Linked DNA regions of Mus musculus: region 2 is linked to region 1. Evidence: chromatin contacts called from public HiChIP or PLAC-seq data. All regions are on one chromosome and are shown on one strand. The core of a region is the stretch at or near the end of the contact, and the rest is flanking DNA. Distances in the headings are between cores, read along the strand shown. Region 1 holds the start of Hoxc12 (homeobox C12). Region 2 overlaps Copz1 (coatomer protein complex, subunit zeta 1).

Region 1 (2,800 bases), core at 97-2,596:
TCAAACTGTTTATTCAACCTTGGACAGCTAAAGCTCAAAATAATCAGAGATGGTGAGTGTCTCTTTGCTATAACCCTAATAAAAATGTATTTGAGCTGGTTCTTCTCTTGGTGAGCTGGTCTACCGGTGCCCCAGTTGGGAATCCCAATGTTGACTTGCAGATGTTCATTATAATCAACAGCCAGTGCTAGGTTCCCATCCTTCTCTAGAAGAAGCATCATAAATAAAAATTTGAGTTCTCAACAGGATACTTCTCCGGATTTTCCCCTCACTCTTGTCCCACCTCAGAAGGCAACTCACCCCTGGCCGCTGCTCCATACTGGCCCCACAGTCAGCCTGCAGGTTGTAGGGTAATCTCCTTTGCTGTAGAATATGTAATCATTTGGGCCAGCCAGTTTCTGCTGGGGCTGACAGCCTCCTGTCATAAAGATGAGGAGATTCTTAGAAGCTCCCAGTACCTAGAAGTCACAGCCGAAAAGCAGTTCAAGCCACCCCTAGATTTTCAAGAGCAGGAAAATAGGTCCGCACCAAACTCAGCACCTTCATTTGCTCTTCTCTCTGCCTTCGGTTCTTCCTCTACTGATGGAACCTTAGTGGAGGCTAAGGTTAGTTAGGGGTACAGAAGAGATAGAATGATCAATCCCCCTCTACACCTTTCTCGAGTGAAAGAACCTCAAGTATCTTTTCATACCCCTAGAAGAAAATGCAATGGAGACAACGCAGCAGCGCAGCGCTGGCAGGGCTGAGAGATAGCTGCAGGAAAACCTGTTCTCACCCCCACTTCGCCTCTACTGTAAATAAACCCTGAGCCAAAGGGCTCATCCGTCTCCTTAAACAGCCAGTAAACTTTATATGACACAATATCTAATAGTAATTTATTGGGGAGATATTGTAAATTCCAACGGTTTTAGTTAATAAAGGAGCTAATTAAAGAGGGACGGGCTGTGCTCGGCCAGCTGTTGGTGATAAGATAATACATCTGGGGAGGGGTGCAGGGTGCAGAGGTGTGTATGTGCGGATATTTTTGGTGGCGCTATTTTTTTTTTTTTTTTTTTTTTTTTTTTTTTTGGTTTTGCCCCGCGTCGAGCGATCGCTTCCCCGTCTGCGTTAAGGTTTTATATGACTTTTTAAAAACCAGAATCCTACGAATAAATCTGTTCCTGCCTTTCGCTCCCCCATCTCCACCCAGGATTGGGGAAGGGGGAAGTAGAGTTGGTGCGGGGAATGTGGGTGGGGGGTTCGGTTGTCCCCACCCCTCCCCCTGGCGGTAGCGCCCACGTGAGTAGAGCGGCCAATGGGTGGCTGGTGCAGGTTTAACTATGTTTAATGTCAGATAGCAATAAAGTAGAAGCAGCCGGTCGGGCCCCGCGGAAATGGGCGAGCATAATCTCCTGAATCCTGGGTTTGTGGGGCCGCTGGTGAATATCCACACAGGAGACACCTTCTACTTCCCCAACTTCCGCGCGTCAGGGGCACAACTCCCGGGGCTGCCTTCGCTGTCCTACCCACGCCGCGACAACGTGTGCTCGCTGCCTTGGCCGTCGGCCGAGCCGTGCAATGGCTACCCACAGCCCTATCTCGGCAGTCCCGTGTCTCTCAACCCGCCTTTCGGCCGCACGTGCGAGTTGGCTCGCGTGGAGGATAGCAAGGGTTACTACCGAGAACCCTGCGCTGAGGGCGGCGGCGGGGGCCTAAAGCGGGAGGAGCGCGGGCGCGAACCCGGAGCGGGACCCGGGGCAGCGCTACTGCAGCTGGAGCCGTCGGGGCCACCTGCGCTCGGCTTCAAGTACGACTACACGGCGAGCGGCGGCGGTGGCGACGGCAGCACGGGACCCCCCCACGATCCACCCTCGTGCCAGTCACTGGAATCCGACTCCAGTTCGTCCCTACTCAACGAGGGCAATAAGAGCGCCAGCGCTGGTGACCCTGGCTCTCTGGTTTCGCCGTTGAACCCAGGCGGCGGGCTCTCAGCCAGCGGTAAGGACCCCAGCCCACTTGTGATGCTTACTCTGACAGGACGTCTTGCTAGTTTAGGCAGGGGAGGCCTGAGCTGGAACTGCCTAGGGTGACAGAATGTGTTGTGAGCTAGGGCTTCTTTTAAAAAGAAGTGTGTGTGTGGGGGGGGGACCCTATAAACATGTAAATATCCCCATAAAAGACCTGGAGAGATTTCCTTTTTCCGCTCCTAGTGGCTGTAGGGGTCAGGGAGCTCCAGAGTACAGGGATTCTGACGGGGACTTCCCCAAGCCTAAGAGTAAAGAGGTGGAGAAGGAGATTCCATTCCTATTTTTCAGGTTGCCTTTCCTTCTGCTTAGCCATAGGCCCCCGTTTCTCACAGTTCTTATTTTAAGAAACGCAATCAACATGATTTACTCTTCACCACCCGCCCACAACTTTCCTAACTGATGGGATCTGTAGTTCCAGAAGTTGTAAGGGTCAGGAAAATTTAATAATAATAATGATAATGATGGTGGTACTGGTGGGGGTGGGGGTGGGAGTAGTAGTAGTAGTAATAATAATAATAATAATAATAAAAGATAGTTTGGAAGAATTGAGGTAGGAACATAAAAAGATGTGTATACTACTATGGAAGGTAGTGTTGAGGCATAGAGTGAAAACAGGATGTTTTGGTGATGGTTTGGTGAGGATGGTCTGGGTAAACATTTTCAGGATGAGAAGCGAAAGGAATGACCTGGTCTGGGTGTGGGGCTAGGGTGAAAGGGTCTGGGAAAGGGCCCAGGGCACTGAGCTAGTCACCCCCTGATCCTCTAGCCAACCCTGCGGTTCATCTCCACCCAGG
Region 2 (2,800 bases), core at 161-2,660, 360 kb after region 1:
CCTTTACTGTGGCTGTACTTCAGATCATCAAAGCAAGAGAAAGAATGTGCTGAGTGTTTTCTTCCCTGTGCCTTAAGGGCCCTCATCCCAGCAGCCCATATAGCCAGCAAATGGAGGACTCCTAACTTCAGCACAAGTGGGTTTGGAGTGGCAGAGGCCATACTTTCTTTGCCTCAGCTTCTCTCCTTCCTGCTGCCCTATCCTCTGCCTTAGAAGAAATGGGAACAGCTTGTAGGGAAGGGACAAGCTGCAGAGGAACAGTGATTTAAAGGCCCTTGGAGCTAGTCCCCTCAGCCTCAACTTTGATCTGGCCTTTAGCCTCAAAGCTGCTGTACCTGCACATGGTCCTGAGAACATCTCTCTAGGCCTGTACCACACCTCTCTGCCTGTAGAACCTGTGAGATCATTGCCTGTGGCCTCTGTCACCCTGGAGCAAAGCCAGACCTTGGAACCCAAACTACTTTAGTCCCTAGAAAAGTTTCTGCTCAGAACTGAGGATGGAAAGAGCCGTAATGACGTTGGCCTTGCCGTGTTCCTTCTCCTCAGCGCCACACTCACATATTTCTCTGCTTTGGTTCTACAATCTGTTGTTGAGTTCCCCCTCTCTGCATCAGTCTTCCCTGGAAATGGAGGACCTGGTGCAGTACCTTTCCTCTGAGGCTTGGATTCCCGTTCTTGGGTGTAATGTTGCTCCCTGATCCCATATCCCTGTGAAAATGACTTAGGAAAAAACGTTTCTGAGCAAGCATTCTGGCCCATGCACTGGCTGAAGTGGGCAGACTGGAGGCGGCCTCTGCAAGAAATGGAGTCAGGCGAAGTCCACCTTGTACGCTGCTGTGCGGCTTAGGAATAAAGTGAATCTCTTCCAAACTGCCTTTGTGTGATGGCTCTGTTCCTCCCTTTTTTGGCAGCTATTCCTGTTCCTCCAGCCACCACCCCCACGCCCCCGCACCCCACCTCTTATAATATTTCTTCCTTTCTACCTCAGAGACTCCCCAGCAGTCCCCCCTACCCCTAATTTACAGGGCTGTTTGCCTCCTTGGCATCTCTAGTCCCCTCGCCTGGAAATTGGCGCCAGGGGTGGGGTGGGGATGGTATTTTCTCAGTGGGAGACTCAGGGAACTGAGTTCTCCCCCACACACCCCCAAAGCCAGCTGCCTGCTCCCGCCTCAGCCATTAGTAACCCGGAGACGCGCACCTGCGTGGAGGCTCTCCTCCAGCCCCTGCTCCCTTCCCGCACCTCCCACTCCTCCGAAACGGCGCTGAGCGGGTTATTTATCGGAGCCTGCGCTGCTCCAGAAGGTCAGGACGGTGGTGTAAATAACCTCTTCTCGCCATTTCCCCATCCCTCCAGAGCCTGCTCCCCTCCCCCTTCTCTACCTTTATTCGCACAAATGAATGTGGCTGGGCTGGCGCAGAGCCTGGCCCTGCATCTTAATGGGGCGGTGAGCTCACAAGATGGATTTAGCTGGGGGTTTTATGGTTGCTGCGGCGACAGGAGAATGCTTTGGTTTTCTTTCCCCCTTCCTCTGCAGGATTTTAAGGAGGGGGCAATGCGGGGACTCCTCCTCTCCCCTGAGATTTGTAGGGTCTCTTCTATCACCTCTATCTACTGTTCTAGCATGGGTCTGCAAACCTAGGACGGACAAGGAAAAGGGGAAGGAGGGAAGCAGAATGGGAAGAGCCTCTGCAACACGGGATGAAGCCTATGTATGGTCCTCCTTTTATGGAAACCTTAGGCACAGCAGCTGTGAAGCACCTGGGCCCAGGATCCCTCTAAGCAGATAGACAGCTGAATGCTGGACCACTCCTGCCTGGGGCCCTGTACTGGAAGCTGGAGGCCTGGTGGGAGAAGAGTTATGATGCCCTCTATCTTTGCTTGTATGGTCTGTGAGAGGCAGTGCCCAGCTTTATATAGCCCAACCTGCTCCTCATGGCCTGTATATCCTTTGGCTTGGGACAGCAGAGTTAGAACGGAGTTGAGGCCTCTTCCGTGAGCAGATATATCAACAGGAGCGTAGTTCTTTCCGTTTGAGTTCTCTATGCTTGTTTCTCCAGCCTTCTGTTTCCCACCAAGACTGAAGTTTTGGTGCCCTGGCCTACCCCGTCCTCTGGTGAGCAACTTTCATTTGGGACTCTGCAAACCCATCCTTAGCACTAACTAAAACAAAAACAGCAGTGACTTGGACTGTCTGGTTTGCCTCCCCCTCCTGTTTGTGAACCTTTCCCTCTTCCCCTGGGGATTCTTAGGAGGCCCTCCTCCCTTCTTCCCCTTGGCTGGGAAAGAGACTACAGCCTGAACAGTGCCAGACACCTGCCTGCCAGATGTGGCGATTCCCCATGCTGCCCCTACCCCACTGTCTCTCTTTTCCCCACCCCACTGAGCTCAGGCAGAGGGAGCCCCCCCACAGAGTGATTTACTGCTGCAGTCTCTTCCTCAAGTGCCCCTTCAGGCTTCTCTCTCTCTCTCTCTCTCTCTCTCTCTCTCTCTCTCCCTCTCTCCCTCCCTCCCTCCCTCCCTCCCTCCCTCCCTCCCCTGGTGCCCATGCGTGCTCCCTCTTTTCCCACCATGACCAGGCAGCTTCACCCCATTCCGACTGCAGGACCCTTTGCTGGGTGAGCTCTAGCTCCCTCTTTGACCAAAGAAGGAATGGGTGGGTGAAGGGTGATGCCCCTGCTACACCCCAGGAGAGAAATGAGCTGCAGGACTGAGGCCTGCAGCAGACAGAGCTGATGCCATCCTCTATGGGGAGAACTGGAAGAGAGAGGCTAACATGACCAGAACACAAAACCAACATTC

Evidence for each region. HiChIP or PLAC-seq counts read pairs in DNA pulled down with a chosen protein or histone mark.
Region 2: an H3K27ac HiChIP or PLAC-seq map of differentiating embryonic stem cells shows a contact between it and region 1, with 3 times the contacts expected there. The contact joins the enhancer-like site here to the promoter of Hoxc12 in region 1. A contact is called at or near these places in 5 of 39 promoter capture datasets (cranial neural crest, embryonic stem cells, frontonasal cranial neural crest and 2 more), 1 of 484 Hi-C or Micro-C datasets (embryonic stem cells), 7 of 115 datasets of contacts at active chromatin or transcription factors (craniofacial prominence, differentiating embryonic stem cells, embryonic limb bud and 4 more) and 1 of 9 other capture datasets (embryonic stem cells).

The regions. Positions count from the first base shown.
Region 1 is chr15:102,935,480-102,938,279 of GRCm38.p6, forward strand. Hoxc12 (homeobox C12) reads left to right here and starts at 1,347. Exons shown (of 2, transcript NM_010463.2): 1 at 1,347-1,977; 2 at 2,800. The coding sequence starts at 1,374.
Region 2 is chr15:103,298,996-103,301,795 of GRCm38.p6, forward strand. It overlaps Copz1 (coatomer protein complex, subunit zeta 1), which reads left to right. Exons shown (of 9, transcript NM_019817.2): 9 at 1-870. Among named protein-coding and RNA genes, the nearest start is that of Gm41406, 9.9 kb to the left of the region's middle. Within about 2 kb of position 1,411, at least 115 of the 459 cell types and tissues checked have an H3K27ac peak or open chromatin away from gene starts, as enhancers often do. A contact at or near this core is called in craniofacial prominence, differentiating embryonic stem cells, embryonic limb bud and 2 more, where this site is marked.